2 separate regions of the Mus musculus genome follow, and region 1 is linked to region 2. A link is a contact called in public HiChIP or PLAC-seq data. All regions are on one chromosome and are shown on one strand. The core of a region is the stretch at or near the end of the contact, and the rest is flanking DNA. Distances in the headings are between cores, read along the strand shown. Region 1 has its middle 250 kb from the start of Gm42300. Region 2 has its middle 210 kb from the start of Dmac1.

Region 1 (3,327 bases), core at 391-2,890, 780 kb before region 2:
CATCTTATAGACTACCAGATGACATGATGTAAAAACATATTTCCATCACATTTAAGTGTTCATGGAACTTTGTTAAATAAAACTAATTTTTATAATCGCATAGCTTCCAGAAGTCCTTAGCAATTTCCTGATGCTTGCAAAACCTGCTTGAAATTCTCTTATTCTCATTTTGATAGCCTCATTTTATTTTTATTTTTTAAATCCTGCGTGCCTTTCTTTTGGTCCTACAAAGAACAGGCACTTCTTGTATCACTTTGCTATTGATGAAACCTCAGTGTTCCACGTGTTCATAATTATTTGACTGGCTCACTGAAGTTTTTCTCTTTGGGATGGATAACTGACTGCTCCTAATACTCAGAGGTCCTTTTGTTTATTACACAGCCCCACCCGTGGTAAGCAGATAGCTATCTAATGCATTCAGAATGTTTCCTGATGGCTACTCCAATTTTATTTTTCTCACAAGCTTCTCCCTTTGCTGTTATTTCCATGGTTTAATTGAGATCATTCAGAGTTTCCATGTCTTTATTGTTTTTTTTCTCTGCATTCCATTTGAAACCCTAGTCTGAAGCATGCCCATTCATCTTAAGTAAATGTGTTTTTTCTAAGTTTACAAGTTATAAATAATTTGCAATTTTGATGGTTGTCTAGGACACCTTACAAATCGAATGTATGTAACTTGGAGACTTTCAATAATTCCCTGTAAGAAGAGTAAAATTTTCTTTAATCTTGAAGGAATTCAAGTGTGAAGAACGACTAATATCAGTTGTAGTGATATACCAGGGACCCTGAAATAGTCAAAGGGAAAGACATAACTGTAAATGTTTTTGCTATAGGACTCAGAGAACAATAAGGCATCTGACTAAGAAGATCCTGGGGACTAGGGATTGAGCTTAATGGCTGAGTATTTGCCTGGCATATAAGAAGTCTGATTTTGATCACCCAGGACAACACAAACATACAAATAAAAAACATAGGTAAAATCTGGAATCATTATTCAGGATACTTTAATTATTCAGATGACTTTGAGACCCAAAGAAATGTTATCAACAATTTTTTCCTAAGGTTACTTTTGTCTTCATTCATGGTATATATTTTACCTTGAGACCAGTGATGTCATCCTCTGATCTGTCATATGAACAAAGGCTGTGGGAAGGTTGGGATACTGTGAATGCTGTGGTAAACTTGTTAAAGATAAACATGATCACCATGAGCATATGACATTCTCAAAGAGTGATAGAGGCCAGACAAAGCCAACATATAATGACAGGGCTTGAGAATCTTGTGCTCCATCCAATCTAGCTCTGGTAATCACTGTGTTCCCAATAATAATGAGGAATATGGAACAGCTGAGACAATGTCTAATGGTCCTTGTGTTCTTGTGGTAGCATTTCAAAAAATTTAGCCAAACCATGAATAATGGATTTTATAAGCACTCCACAAATGTGAAACATTAAAAACAACCCATGTTCTCCATCTCTTCTTGTAGGAATCTTATTCCTTATAAATACCACCAAGAGAACATAACTGGGTTAAATGTAAATATCACAATGCTTTTCTGTGTTGCAATTTGAAATGGCCACTTTTCTACCATTGAAAATCACTGGTTATTCAGAGCTAGTTATAGAGAGCAGAATGTCTATGTGATTGCATGGTTTCGATTACTATCATTATGACATTATGCACAAAGGCTGATTACCTTCCATTTTGTTAAAACTTCTTGTCGAAACTGGGTTAACAGACTTCACAAGAACTTTTTCATGTAAAATTGCTCATGGGAATATGATGAAATAATTAAAATTATTTTATTGTTGACTATCCCGTTATGCATTTTTTGCCATGATAGAAATGTCTCATAATTAATCTTTTTATTGTTTAAAGTAGTTCATTTCTATGAAGCAAATTTTGGTATCAATAGGACTGTCTCCAATTGTTTAAAGTAGCGTTCAAGTTAAGATGGATGGACTGTCGTGCTATGGAAGGTGCCAGTGTGATAAATCATGATTGTTTCCTTCCAACTGCAACTTTGTAAGGAATAGGGGTCATCTCGAGTAGATTTTGAGGGATTAAAACCTTTCTCATTTAAAAAACACAATATTTATATATATAAGTAAAATGGAGTTTTAAAGGAATTTACTTAGCACAAGTCTAAGAAACATAGTTGGTATATCAAAACATATTTAAATGTTTTTGATAGAGTATCAGGAAGGGATGGGCTGTGAAATCACAAGTGGCTCTTTCATTTCTAATTCCGAATTAATTGGGTCCATCCTCTGGCCAGGCCACAATGTCCTTAAATGTAAAGGAAGGAGGTGTGGCTAGTACTATGAAGACCCTATGTCCTGCCACTTTTAGAGGACCATGGCCGTAGGATGGGAAAAGTACAGAAACATGGAACGAGAAGGGAATTTTTGATTGTTTCAGTACTTTCTGGCAATGTGTATTCTGAATCATTATAGTCTATTGATTTTGAAGGATATACTTCAACCATTTCCTAGTGGGGGATAAAGTGAGTAAATAAGGTTTAGTAAAAGTGAAATGTCTGTTTGCTTATTATTATATGACCTGTAGAATTAGGGTGATACCTGAAAGCAACAAAACCATGGTGTTCTTTGGGTGTTAAGGTTGGGTGTCTATGATGTGACAGTTATCCTTCTCTGCTGCTTGTCCGTTATGTGACAAGATCTTTTCTTGGGAGATATAATACGCATGCACCCCCACCCCCAACGTATCTACTCATAGGTATCCTATGACAAATGAAATAACAGATACCACCAACGTCCACCATGGTGAACCAGTGGGTTTTATTGGGGATATTTAAAGGAATATATAGGAACAGTTATTGAAGAAAATGGCTCAAAGACACATCATCACCAAAGCCATCTGTGAGTGACAGCTCACAAAGACTCAAACTATGGAGCACATGCACAGCCTACAGGCAGCTTAACAGGTTGGAAAAACGTCTCCGAATCAGGTAACAACGTAACAGGTTGGTCTAGTCTCAGAGTCCTCTCTAAGCTTGGCTTGTGTAAGAGGCATTCTCAGCACTCTCTGTTGTTTACTGTTGGGAAGAAGTGGTCTAGTGAATCTGGTAATTTTCAGGGAGTTCCTGAAGCTATTTTGAATTGTTTACCTTCTGTCTTGAAGGATGGAATGTTTCAATCAGGAGGAAACATTATCTCATGTCCACCTGTGGGCACTTACAAAGCTCTGCTTCTACCTGGTCTTACTAAAGATCTCTTATGCTCTTTCTTCTGTAAGGTTTAATATCAATTGTCAGTCCCATAACAATGCTCTATCGAATACTCTCTTGGTGCTGGGAGCAGTGAT
Region 2 (3,138 bases), core at 5-2,504:
TATAAGTAGCATCATATAAAAATCAACCAAAGCTCTATGATTCATCCATCTATCTATACATTCATAAACACTTCAACCAATGTTATTAGATACCTTATAACAATAAGCTAATAGAAATGAAAAATAACAAAAACATGGGATTTTCTTTAGAGATATTGATTCTGAGTAGAAAATGAGGAGTAAAAATGGGGACATGAATATTAACATATGAAATAAGCTGGTTGTGGGACTGGAAGGCCATGTGACAGGGGAAGCCACCACTTCAGAGCAAAACTGAAGCTGAGTGAGACATGTCCAAGCCCTGAAGATTGCTGTCCTGAGACCAACAGGAGTTAGGACTCTTCCTTCCTTGTTCTGGGTCTGCATTTCCCAGTACACAGCCTGTACAACCCCAACTCTGCCATCCTTGAGGCAGTCACATAGACTAGTGAAACTACAGGTTTAACTTTCTTTTTTCCTGTAAGGACATGTCCACCAAGCACCTTCACACAAATAAACCTTTTCCAGCACTTTGGAACAGGCCATTAATGTTCACCCACCCTGAAAATCTTTATTTATTCCACAAGGTTTATATAGCTCTTGTTATCCCCTGTAAAGGAAAGGTGTTTCACTAAAAACCATCTTGGAGAAGCTGTTTTTTCCTGCACTCACTGCTGGCCTAGATTTTGGAACCCACCTAACCAGATAATCCTCTTTTCCTGGTCTCTAACCTACACATATCCTTGTGACTGTTTTTCTTTTCTTAATAAACTGTTACTAGTCCTGTTCCCAATCATATGTCTCTGGTGCAATTTACTCTGACTGGAGACTTCAGTGGGTGCCTTTATTCTCAGATCTGTGTCTGTAAGAGCAATCTAGTCACGAGGTAAGATATATGCTATATTCTTGTTTCTCCTTTCCTAATTTGTACTCTTTTCAATTTCAACAGGGCACTTGGAAATGTTATGTTAATGTTGAGGCAGCTGTCCCTTTCCATTTTTAGACTCCTCTCATTCTTATGTGATGTGGATTATATTGCTCTTTAGCAGCATCTAGAGATCCAAACTGTGCCTAGAATCTCTCTTATTCTATAGGACATTAACCAAATGTATGCCAGGATGAAGAAATCCATACATAAGATTTTAAATGTCAATTTGCATTTAATCTAGGAAATGTATGGCTCTCTGGGAAAATTGCTCACATTTGCATGGACCTACTGCCAGCAGGAAGACTGAATACAGTGTCAGCTAGATCATCCACTCAAGGGAAATACATAGAGGGACAAGCAAAAATTGTGCTTATATGTTTGCTCAGGCTCTCCATGCTGATGAGTCCTTAGATCATCACTATTCTCCTCAAATTCTGTATGCTGTCAGTATTTATTTTTAAACTATCAGTCTATTTTCTAGCATCTTATATGTACTCTGGGAGGATGAAACGTCAGACTCAGAGGTAGCTCCAGTATGTTGTTCATGTGTATGTGTCCTGAGGATGCTGATTTTGTACTTCCAATGAGCTCACATACTGATCCCTTCTGGTGCTCGCAAACTTACATGTTTTCTTTTCTCTATGCATATTTTGGCCTGACTATTGTCATGTTCAATTTAAATAAAAAAAACAAAACAAAAACAAAATATTAATTTAAATAGTAAATACTTAGTGGTTGATCAGGTTAGAAAAGTATATACGTAATCTTCAGTTCTTCACTCTCAAATATCTCCTCTGAAACTAATTATCCTGTCTCGTCCCCAGCTCTATAGCAGACTACCAGCCATGGTCTCTTTTCTATGTGTCAATTCCCAGGTGGCCTCATACTCTGATTTCTTTCCTCCTGTGCATATCTATACCCCATCTACATCCCTAATTATTATTTTGCAATAGTAAGCAATACTTTCTAACTAAAACCCCAGTGACCACACCTGGGAGAGCACTTGAAGCTTTCATTTTTATTATGCTTTTTTTTTTTAAAAAAAAATATTGGTTATTTTGTTTATTTATATTTCAAATGTTATCACCCTTCCCGGTTTCCTCTCCAACCCTTCCATTTTCTTCCTCCTTCCCCTGCCTCCACAAGGGTGCTCCCCTACCTACCCACCCACTCCTGTCCCACCACCCTAGCATTCCCCTATGCTGGGGCATCAAGCCTGCACAGGACCAAGGACCTCTCCTCCCTTTGATTACAGAAAAGTCCATCATCTGCTACATATGCAGCTGGAGTCATGGGTCCCTCCATGTGTACTCTTTGGTTGGTAGTTTAGCCCCAGGGAGCTCTGGGGGATCTAGTTGGTTGATATTGTTCCTCCTATGGGGTTGCAAACCTGAATTTGAAGCTTTCTTTAGCAGATACTGAAATGCCCACATAAAAACACAATAACACCCAAGACAATGTATCTTTGCTAAAGCCCAGCAACTCTACCAGAGTGGATGCTGAGAAATGCAATGTAGCTGAAACACAAGACATGAACTTCAAAATAGCCTTTATGAGTATGTTAGAACTTCTTACAGAGGAAATCAATCAATTCTTTAAATAAACCAATGAAGACACAAACAGAAATGAAAGTAAAAAAGTAGTTCTACAATTGCAAGAGGAAATAGAATCAATATAAAGAAAACCCAAAATGAGTGAAAACTAGAAATGAAAAGTTTAGAAAGTCAAACAGGAAACCTCAAAACCAAATTTGACCAACAAAATACAAAAGATTGAAGAGAGATCCTCACGCATTGAAGATAGGTAGAAGAAATGAATACCTCGGGGAAACAAAATACTGAGTCTAAAAACTCCAGGCAGAAAACACACAGGAAATCTGAGACACTATGAATGAAAAATTCCACAAGTAATAGGAATAGATAAAGAAAAAGAAACCCAAGACAAAGGCAAAGAATTTGGTGAAACTACAGAGAATCAAATTCCTGTCATAATATCATTATATCTTCATTTTTCTAGGAAACTCACATATATCTCTTAGTCAATCTATTATGTATTTTGATGTTGAAATGATTTTGTGAATATTTTTAAGATATTTCAAGAATATGGTTTGTATGGAGGTATTGATGGGAGAATTGTTATTTTTTTATTGTAAATCCTTCTGATATGTTCAGTTTTTACAAAATACTTTTTTTACAACTTTGATAAAATTAAAAAAATTAAAATATCATTTT

What was found. HiChIP or PLAC-seq counts read pairs in DNA pulled down with a chosen protein or histone mark.
Region 1: a contact with region 2 is called in an H3K27ac HiChIP or PLAC-seq map of VIP interneurons, with 6 times the contacts expected there. The contact joins two enhancer-like sites. A contact is called at or near these places in 1 of 15 datasets of contacts at CTCF or cohesin (pro-B cells) and 1 of 115 datasets of contacts at active chromatin or transcription factors (VIP interneurons).

The regions. Positions count from the first base shown.
Region 1 is chr4:75,839,919-75,843,245 of GRCm38.p6, reverse strand. No RefSeq gene overlaps it. Among named protein-coding and RNA genes, the nearest start is that of Gm42300, 250 kb to the right of the region's middle. Within about 2 kb of position 1,640, at least 3 of the 459 cell types and tissues checked have an H3K27ac peak or open chromatin away from gene starts, as enhancers often do. A contact at or near this core is called in VIP interneurons, where this site is marked.
Region 2 is chr4:75,063,812-75,066,949 of GRCm38.p6, reverse strand. No RefSeq gene overlaps it. Among named protein-coding and RNA genes, the nearest start is that of Dmac1, 210 kb to the left of the region's middle. Within about 2 kb of position 1,254, at least 8 of the 459 cell types and tissues checked have an H3K27ac peak or open chromatin away from gene starts, as enhancers often do. A contact at or near this core is called in VIP interneurons, where this site is marked.